Linked DNA regions of Pan troglodytes: region 2 is linked to region 1. Evidence: chromatin contacts called from public Hi-C data. All regions are on one chromosome and are shown on one strand. The core of a region is the stretch at or near the end of the contact, and the rest is flanking DNA. Distances in the headings are between cores, read along the strand shown. Region 1 holds the start of LOC112209211. Region 2 holds the start of CCNH (cyclin H).

Region 1 (5,365 bases), core at 1,113-3,612:
AGATTCCTGTTAAACAACTTTTCAATGAGGGAGGAGGATATCGAATACCTCACTCAGTCTTCGGGAATGGAGCCTTCAAAAACACTTTTGTGAGGCCGGGCGCGGTGGCTCACGCATGTAATCCCAGCACTTTGGAAGGCCAAGGCGGGCGGATCACGAGGTCAGGAGTTCAAGCCTTGCCAACATGGTGAAACCCCGTCTCTACTAAAAATACAAAAATTAGCTGGGCATGGTGGCGCGCGCCTGTAATCTCAGCTACTCGGGAGGCTGAGGCAGGAGAATCGCTTGAACCGGGACCCGGGAAGCAAAGGTTGCAGTGAGCGGAGATCGCGCCACTGCACTCCAGTCTGAGCTACAGAGCGAGACTCCGTCTCAAAAAAAAAAAAAAAAAAAAGAAAGAAAAAAAAAAGAAAGAAAGAAAAGAAAAGAAAAGAAAAAACCCTTGTGAGCCGCCTAAAAACCGTCCTGTGAGCATCTCATCCCCACACTGGCGCTGCCACCCGCACGGACCTTCCAACTTCGCACTGTTCCATTTTCTCTATGTGCTTTTCGGCCCATCCTTGGAGTTGCTCTGTAAGAAGGACTTTCGGAGTGAAACTCCACAGTGCGGTTCAAAGACACGCTTAGGATGCCCCGGGATGGAGAGAGGACTGAGCTTGGACTGGAATTCCTGGAACAGACGAGGGCTTGTGAGCTTGGCCCAGGCACTGAGGACAGCATACTCTTCCCGACAAGGGCATCTGGGTCGAAAGAAGGTGGAGCGGGTCTTCGGCAAAGGCGAAACCCTGGAGAACGCTGCCCCACCCCACCCTGTAAGCGTGGACGAGTAATAATCTCCCGGCCTCAGTTTCCACCCTCTGCTTTAGATCAATTTTAAGAAGCTTTATTTTTTCTAAGATGATTTTCCCTACATATTTCTTGTCTCCCTCACTGCCATTCCCGCCCCTCCCCCCCAAAATACATTGTAAATCTTTTTCCTCCTACGGTTAATTTTAAAGAACCACAAAAGTTTGCATAAGACAGAATTTACCTGCCCATATATTTCTGTTGAAGGTGGAAAATTGTTTTTACGTGGCAAGTTTTATTTCTATTGATTTCTAAAAATTTTATCTGGAAAGAATTTGGCTCATGAGCTAAATAATATAGTTACCATTTGCTTAATAATTTTTAAGCTCTAGGCATTGAGGTAAATGCTTTATATATTTTTTCTTACTCAGTCTGAGAACAACCATGTAAAATAGGGTTTTTCCTTCTGTTTTTCTTCCTCCCTCTCTTCTTTCCAATTTGAAAACTGAGGCAGAGACATTAAATGGCTTTCACAAAGGTATAGAGCTAGTAAGTAGCAGAGGCAGAGTCTGAACACAACTACCAACCGCTAAGTGGAAGCTCTTAGCAGAGGTCAGCCGGGTTTTCAAGTGAGGCTATAACTGCTGAAGAGTGGCCCTTCAACCTATGGTACTTGGTTGCCCATTATAAAGGAAAGCTGTGTAGTAATTTGACTTTTTATACCTTAAGAAATAATCACGGCAAAAAAAAAACCCTAAAAATAATCTTTAGCTGTTAAGCAATCATCATATTGCTAGTTGTAGTGCTGTTATTCATATTTTGCAACTGTTTATATATTATGAGATAAAGCAAGTAAGTCATTATATTGGTGTCTTACAGAACTGAAATTTTTCATTATAAGTAAAAAGGAGATACAGGTGGAAGATTATTGAAATCAAATAAAAATCTTATAGCCCTGGAAAGAAAAAAAAAGGAAAGCTATGGTTAAGAAGCAAGAGTAGAAGCTGTGAGTAGTTACTACCAGTACAGAAAGCTTGAAACAGACTTGTATTCCCACCCCAATCAATGCTTCTCACAGGAGCACATTGAATCCTCTGTTATGTTAATTCTGGCAATCTCTATGTCTTCTGGGTCCTACCATCAAACCTCTGAAAGCAATTCAAACATTTTGCCACTCCCTTTGACCGTTTATTTTTTAAATCTGAGATTAGAATTGTGGAACACATAGTGGATTGATATAAAGAGGAAAATCAAGCACCAGGAATAAAGATTATAAAAGAGTGAGCTCCTTGAAGGTTGTTGGTAATAGACCAATCATGCCAACACACAAAAAATTAAATACTACTTTAATGAAATTTCATACTTTTAATAAATTACTTTCATCTTGTTAGTTCTGATCTAGAATATCTTTGTATTTAACATAAATGAGATAAAATTATAAAAAGAGATTCATCCTCTATTTTACATTATAACATGCATAAAGTAAAATTTCAAAAATTTAAATAAATGTGTCAGAATATTCATGGAAAGTATTCAGCTGTGAGATTATGTACTTATTTGAATAAAGTGTCTTTTTACAATATATTTGGATTCTTCTATTTCTCCGCTTCCTCCTTTTTTCCTCCTCTATCTCTCATCCTCATTTTTCTCCTCCTCATCCATTTTCCCTTTCTCTTCCTCCCATTCATTTTGTCATTAGAATCTATTTCTGAGACACATGAGAAAATGAACCTCATTAGTTTATTTTTTCCTTAAAATGGTATTTTTGAAAAAAAAAAGCAGAAGATGTCACCTTCAACTGAGGATGATATGCCAATTTGAATAGCATATCCTCTGACTGTTGCAGACATTCAGAACTATGTGTGCCATCCCAAAGAAGGTCTTCAATGGCAGCTATTTTTTAAAATGTTGTTTTACAGTCACATTCGATTTACTATTAGATTATCCTCGAATTAAAATAGCTGATACCATAATACTAAATACTAACATTTTAAAGCTATTGTTATGATGTGTTTACCATTGCCATTACTTTTAAAACCAAGGAAAGCACAAAGTCTGGTAAGACACAATCAGCAGTGAGATACAATCACAACACCACATAAGAGAAATGTAATGTATCATAGCTAGCCCTAGAAAAATAACATTCATCTGCTTTGTAATCTCTCAGATTTGATTGCAGCAAGGAAATATTTATACTTTCATGCAAAAACACATGAGAACCACGGTTTAGAATGGCTAAAATTTTGAGCAAAAAATAGTTTTGTCTTCATCACGTATTGTGTATTGAGCTTTTTTTGTTTTTCTCCTTCATCAACAAACTTAGCTTACCTTTCTTCTAATCTTTGAGGGCCCTGCTCTTTGCTTCCCAAGGTAATGACTGGGTCATTTGATAAAATGAGCCTAGGCTAATGTATTGATGGTTATAAATGTGTTAATGTGCAAATCTTTGGCCACAATTCCTTCAAGCTTTTCAAATCAGATATGAATCTTAATGAACACGTTTGGAGGGAATACTCTTTGTTGTCTAACTTTAGTAAGGGGAACATAATGGTACTACATAAACTCACTCTTTTAAGGCTGGCCTGTCATAAATGCTTAAATACTCATCAGTGCAATTATGAAGAAAGCCCATTAGGGAAAGAATTGAAACCTAGCATATCTGGAACATAAGATAGCTGAATTAAAAAAAAATAGCTAAGACAGATTTAAAATTTAGACAGTAGAAGACCCATTTATAATTCTTAGACATTAATTTTAAAAGATCATTCAATGACAATTTAAATTATTGGGCTTGTGCTAGAAAGAAGACTACTCTTCTCCTATGTTGAAACCACATTCACCTTTCTGTCCCCAGAACACTTGCTTCTTCCCTTTATAATTGGTGTTCTCTATGCATGGAACACTTCCCACAGAAATTAACATGATTGCATGCTCATTGCATTCTCAGGAAGCATTCCTAGGCCAAACTAGCTCAACCCATTACCCCATCACTCTCTACCACATTTGTATTTTAAAAATAGAATCTGTAATAATCTGAAAGAGCTTTGTTTCTATATTCGTTTACACTTTTAAATATACTTCTATTACAGGAACCACCAAGAGGTCAGGGACTTTGCCTGCCTTACTCATTACACAGCAGATACTCAGTAAATATTGAATAAATGATTAAATATGTCTATTTGTGATATAGGTCATCTTTTGGATATCTCGATCATTAGCCATTCTTCATTTGTATATATTATGCATACAAAAAAACACCAGTTCTGTTTTGTTTTCTAGTAACAATACATTTCTTAACCAGAAGCTAAAGTGGTTTGGGAGAAGGCAGAACCTGGTTTAGAAATTAATGCAGAGAAATAGCTAGTTGGAAAGAATACTTGCTATGTACACCATTTCTTTTAGAAGACAACTTGCTAGTAGCAAGGGATTGTGTTACGCATAGATTTTACAAAATATCAAGAGTATAGTAATCATTGAATACTTGCATTCATTTATTCATTAATTCAGCAAACATCCATAGTATGGCACTCTATGGTTGGTGCTGTGCACACAAAAATAATTAACATGATTCTCTCACAAGTTAGAGGTACAGTGACAGTCACCATCCTTTTAGGTAAAACTGCAAGCAGGAAAAATAAACTGTAGTGCATCTAGTCATTTTTCCATTTGCTTTCATTTCCTTCCTTCTTTAGGCACCCTTTGTATCTGGCTTCCTTGTTTCTTCAATCAACTGTAGAAAAGTATCTGATAAAATTTCATACTAAAGTGTAAGAGATTTATATTGGCTATGTCCTAGAGATATTTACTTTATATCAAATTAGAAAGCAAATGAGAAACTCTCTAATTATGGACTTTCCAAACCAGACAGGAGAAGGTAAAATTATTTTTAAAGCCGCTGTTCCTGAAATCACACCGCCTAGGAAACTGATTAATTTGTTTATTCATTAACTTTGAGAACTTCACATTGAGCAACAAAAGGAGACTTCTGTAAGATATAATTGGTGAGACTCCATGGACACTTCTAAAACTAAGTAAGTTCCTTCAATGCATGTAACATTTGGAGAGAGGATACTTTTGGTGTGTTCCTTTCTCTTTTTTTTCCCCTTTCCTTCTTTTCTTCCTCCCTTCTTTTTCTTTCCTCCTTCTCCTTTCTCCTCATCCTCTTCCTGATCCTTCTCCCTCTCTTGCTCTTCCTCCTTTTTTTCTTCCTTCTGCTTCATTTTTGCTCTTACTTTCTCTCCTGGAAATCCTGAAGATATGAGGAAATGTTGTAAGAAAAAAAAAAAAGAAGAAAGGGATTTTCAGGACTTAGCCAGCATGACCAGGCAGTCAGAGGCAATGAAGAAATTACTTGGAAGGAATAGGTTGGTGTTGGGGTCTATTCAGTTGTTGTCGTCTCCTTTTGGCCTGACTAGGGAAATAGTGATAGAAGTGGGGTATTTCCTAAGCTTAGGTGCTTGAATTATTCATTAGTCAAAAGTAAATTAACATTTAGAGGCAGGTGACACACATTTTCTTGAACAATTATTATCACTAATCATCATTTTCCACAGTAATTTGTATGCTCTCATTATTAGCT
Region 2 (5,135 bases), core at 2,232-4,731, 1.3 Mb before region 1:
TTTCCCATCCTTTGCTTGTCTATCCCCAGCCTACACTGGCTAATCCTTCCTATGGTCACTGGATTTAAAAATACGTGTGTGTGTGTGTGTGTGTGTGTGTGTGTGTGTGTGTGTGTATTAGAAATCAGACTATCAAAAATGTTCTGAATTAGATAAATTCAGGAAGAAAAATACAAACGTTCACAGATTAACCAATCTTATAAAAATATTGACAAAAAAACATGGGCAAGGCAATAAGCCTTCTCTCTAAAGCCACTCCATATTTGTGATATAACCATGTATCCATTCCATGATTTGTGATCACTGCTGCCAACTGAATGGCAGAAGCAGCACTACCATTTATTGAATGTATACCATGTGCCAGACTCTGTGCTAAGCACGAAACTATCATCATGTTTTAATCCTTACAACAGCTTGGTGAAGTATTATTATCTCTACAGAGAAGGAAACTGAGTATCAATGAGGTTAACTGACTTATCTAGGTCACACAGCTAATAAGGAACAGGAATGAATTCAAGTAAGACCTGCCTGTACTTTTAACCATTATATCATTTGGCTGGAACCAATGAAATGAACACTTATCTATTTTATGATAGAAAAAAGAATATTTCAAGTATTTTAAAAGTTTAGTTTTGTCATTATGTAAAACAAAAAATTATTCACCAATGATAAACATGTTATTTAAAAATAAATTCCATAAAGAAGTTCATTAAAGGATTTTTTCTTCATTTGATAAGATCACTTAAATTTACTGCCTCATTTTACAGTTCTTTTGTAAGAACAAGCCAAATCTGAAGATATAAACTAATCAAGTATACCTAAAACTCTCTCTGAATCTTTGACATCTCAGATGAAAAAAAAATTGTAAATTCTATGGACTTAATATTTTCAACATACTTCAATTTTTTTTCAACTATAAAAATGGAGATAATTTCCTAGAAAATTATTCTCTACTGGGTCGTAAGCTAGTCACACTGTATAACTTTAAAACTTAACAGACTTTTACTTAAGATATACTTTTATATTTGGTCTTCACAACAAACCAGTGAGAGAATAACGTAAAAACATTTTGAACACCCTCCCACTCTACCTTTTTTATCTTTCTGCTTTTTAATCTCAGCTACCTGTTTCTCCTCACGGTTGCCCACCCCAGCAAAAAACAAATAGGTCCTCAGAACCATACATCTGAAACAATAAGACAATCTTTTTAACCAAAGATAAAACTCCAGCTTCTACTAATCAAGGCTTAAAAAAATCTTATGGTATCAGTTTCAGCTGGGGCATATGATTACCAATGATGAATGAATGCATTATTTCAAACATTTATTGGGTGTCACAGAGTTGGAAAAGCAGTAGTCTATGTTCTAGTCCCAGTCCTATGGCTCACTAGTTGAGAACTTAGAGGAAAGTAACTTATTTTTTTTCTTTCTTTATGACATTACCTGACCTCAAATTTTTTTCTGACCACAAAGTGAGACTTGAAATACTTTTGAAGATATGATACAGCAACTCATGATTTAAGGCCTGTATTGAAAAATATATAATGTGCCAAAAACTAATTAATTGTAACTAAGGTGAATTTTTAAGACTTGAGTGGACAGGGAATTTAGAAGAGGTCACATTTCACAAGCCAACTAAAGGACATTATATTTCATCACCACTGTAACTTACCACAACAGACCTTGGCATTGCTGGCTTAAACACCGAACAGAATTCCAATAACCTTTTCTCATAGTATTTGCAGAGTGTCATTTCTTCATGAGGCTCAAGAAAGACTGGATCATTCGGAAGAACCTTTAGATCAACAATTACAACACAAGTTCAATGAATTCAATGAATTAAACAATTGTAAAACATTTTTCTCTATCTAGATTAAATTTAGTTTATATATCCAACGAAGGGTATATATCACGCCTCATTTTCTTTATAGATTCGCTAATCATTACACAAAATAGCTGTAGGAAAATATTTAATAAACTAAAACTGTACCATCATTTCACGACTTTTCGGAATGTGAGCTAGAACTTTGCTTCATTAAAGTATAAACAATCATGACAGGCTGTGTGCACATGCTCACAGTTGTGATATCATTATTTATAAATTAAAAAGTAGACAGACTTTTAAAAATATGATTGGAAAGCTTCCAACATCCGTTTCTCGGTCAGTCATTACGTCACAAGTTGTAAAAAAACGGCAAATGTTTCGATTAATTTCTGTTATTTTAAGCTACCCAGTTTGTGGTGATTTTTTTAAGGCAGCCCTTAGGAAACTAATTCAGGTGCTAAAATCAGTGATATGAAATAGATGTGAATTAAAGGTAGAAAGTAAAGTAACTCAGTATCGGTAATTTGGAGGCACTGAACACTTGCTGGAGTGGAGCTTGTAGGAAAGATTAAACCAGTCCGAGAGCTGTAACAGAAGGAACTTGGCTAGCGGGCCATAGTCCAAACCATCTTCAGTCACTTGGTTTGTACTTGGTCTCTGGTCTCCCTCCCTCATCCAACCCATTCACCACGAGGTTGCTAGAGCGCTGTTTCCAGAACGGAAATCTGATAAGGTTAGCTTCCCATTTTAAATATTTCAAAGGTTCCTCATCCTTTCAGTGGAAATGTTAAACGCCTCACTTCCACTTACAAGTTCCCTTCCTACCCTCCCCAGCCATTCCTACACAGGTACTCAACTTCGGCCACATACGACCACAAACACGTCCACGCACCATCTCTGTAACTTCTGACCTCTCTCCCACTCTGAACGGTGGTTCTGACTGCCTGGAACGTCCTTTCCCATTTTCTCCGCATTGGCTACTGGGAAAAACCTTCCCCAACATCACCTCTTGACAAGTGAACGGCTCTTGCCACGCACTACCTTAGCACACTACTTACTCTCTTCTTCACTGCGTTACAAAGACTGGTTACTTGTCTGCCATTCGACGACGGGGATGGCGTTGTTCGTCTTTGTACCCACGGAACCTGGCAAGGTGCTCGCTTATTTTGATAGATAAACGCACTCCGCGCCGCAGAGGCAGAGAAATGACGGAGCGAGATTGTCCTGGGAGCCAGAAGAGCTCCCGCAGCTGCTCAGAATTTAGTGACCGGGCAACTGGGCAACCGTTGGGAAAACCTCACCTTCCCGTTGGCCACGGCTTTGCATCTGAATTTGCGGTTGGCGTCGGCCCGCAGTCTTGCCAGCTGCTCCTCGCTGGAGAAAGTCCAGTGCCGCTTCTGACTACTGTTGTGGTACATTGTGGAATCGTGACCAGGTCCAGAGAGTCTGCAGACGAGAACCCAAACGCATCAGCGTCCTGGCGTAAAACACCCTTACCCCCACCGAAGATCTCGCGGAAGCCTAGGGCGTCCGGCCAGCCGGCGCGGGCGCGCTGACGCCACGATTACGAGGCCAGCCCGTACGCAGTTGCATTTCCGGAACGGACTAGGAAGAGACCGTATCCCGGGTTCGTTAGGACGCCCGCTGAGACGTAGGTGGGCGGAGCCTAGAGAACGCGCCTCTCAGTGAGCCTGGGACATAGCTCCGCCCCTTCCAGACAAGATTTAAAGGAGAAGCGCCCGGCAAGAGTGTTCAAGCGGCATAAACTGAGGGTATGGAGTAGGCAGATGTAAATTCACAGGGGATAATCAGAAATGAGGAAAGGATTTCGTAGGGTGCTCATTTTTAAATAGAGGCCTCACTGAAGTTGACATTTGTGAAAAGGCTTGAAAAAGTTGAAATAGTAGGTTGATCAATCATGTAGGGAGATCACGGAACCCAGAAAGAATAGGTAAGATCTTCAGGCAGAAGCATTCCTAGCCCTTTTCAGGAAGAGTTTGGAGACCAGTATTCTTGAAGCACTACCAGAAATCTCAGAGAATGGAACATGGCTGAAAAACTTGAAGCAGTGGATGCGTATTGGCCCTTACAGTTCTGCCACTTTTGTTGCCTTGTCTGTTCTTTCTCTGTGTTTTTTTTCCTTACCCTTCTGTTGATAACTAGCCAATCCTCTCCCTCTGTTTTCATCTCTGAAGCCAGGATGTATGGTAGTATTCGTTTTGTTGAGATTCCCATTTTCATTGCCTCTAGGGAGCCTTACAGTAAGCTATCATGAAAATTAAGGTATTTACTATTTCTTAAATTACTAGGACTTTCAAAATTGCAGGTGAGGTTCAAAATTTACATTGATTCTGGTTTGTCCCATTTAGGCATACCTTATTCTCTCATGTATTTATTATATATCCAATCCGAAAAATGGATTTCCCTATGGCAAATAGCTTTTCCAAAAAATAAATAAATAAAAAGAAAGAGAAAGATGATGAGACCTAGAGAATTTAGGTCTTGAAAAGCCCACACAGGTAAAAAGAAGAAGTGGCAGGATGACTTTAACTCTGCTTTCTATGAAAATGTTTTTAGGGGCTTAAGAAAGGGAAAGCCTTTTCTTTTTCATTTTTGTTGGGTACAGTTGAGGTTAGAGTTTGCCACAGTTATCTGAATTCCTCAAACTTATGCCATTTGTGGTTTATAATTTTGGAGAGCCACACACTCAACATATGTGGCTAACCTGATCTCATAAATTGGCTAAGAAAAGAGAGAAAAAGAGAGAAGATCAAATGGCATGGCAAATTGATTACAATGAATTGTGAACAACCTAAAATGTTGCATGTTGGGGAAAGAATAATTTAAAAGAGAAAAACATAATGGTACAAAAGATAGGAAAATAAGTGATCTAGATAATTAAATGTCTATATAAAGTCTTAGACTCATGACAGTTATATATATCATATAAACTCTTTTCATTTTGTTTTTCTGAAAGATATTTGACAACTCCTTAGTTTTATGTAAAGGAAAATAAAAATAGGTATTTAAAAGAGTTGGCAGACTGTGATTTCCACAGAGATATGAGTAAAATTTCTGAATGTCATTTAGGAAAAATATATGAAAAACCTGGCATTGCTGGTGTAATTTTTTTTAAATCTTGAACAAATTTTAGTCCATGAAAATTGACATTGATCTTATTTTTCAGATGTAGTAGGAATTGGGCTCTGTCTAAATTAACTGTCTGAGGAATACAATTGTTGCTGATGCCCTAACATTAAGGCTCATGTATGGTTTTTCTTATTAAGGTAAGCAGACTGGATGCTGTGACC

What was found. Hi-C and Micro-C count contacts between places; a contact is called where the count stands out from the background.
Region 2: a contact with region 1 is called in a Hi-C map of induced pluripotent stem cells, with 3 times the contacts expected there. The contact joins the promoter of CCNH here to the promoter of LOC112209211 in region 1. A contact is called at or near these places in 3 of 7 Hi-C or Micro-C datasets (induced pluripotent stem cells and stem cell-derived neural progenitor cells) and 1 of 1 datasets of contacts at active chromatin or transcription factors (stem cell-derived excitatory neurons).

Annotation. Positions count from the first base shown.
Region 1 is chr4:27,449,286-27,454,650 of NHGRI_mPanTro3-v2.0_pri, reverse strand. It overlaps LOC112209211, which reads right to left and starts at 2,362. Exons shown (of 5, transcript XR_008547911.2): 1 at 1-2,362.
Region 2 is chr4:28,736,888-28,742,022 of NHGRI_mPanTro3-v2.0_pri, reverse strand. It overlaps CCNH (cyclin H), which reads right to left and starts at 3,481. Exons shown (of 9, transcript NM_001082413.2): 1 at 3,126-3,481; 2 at 1,672-1,794. The coding sequence starts at 3,242.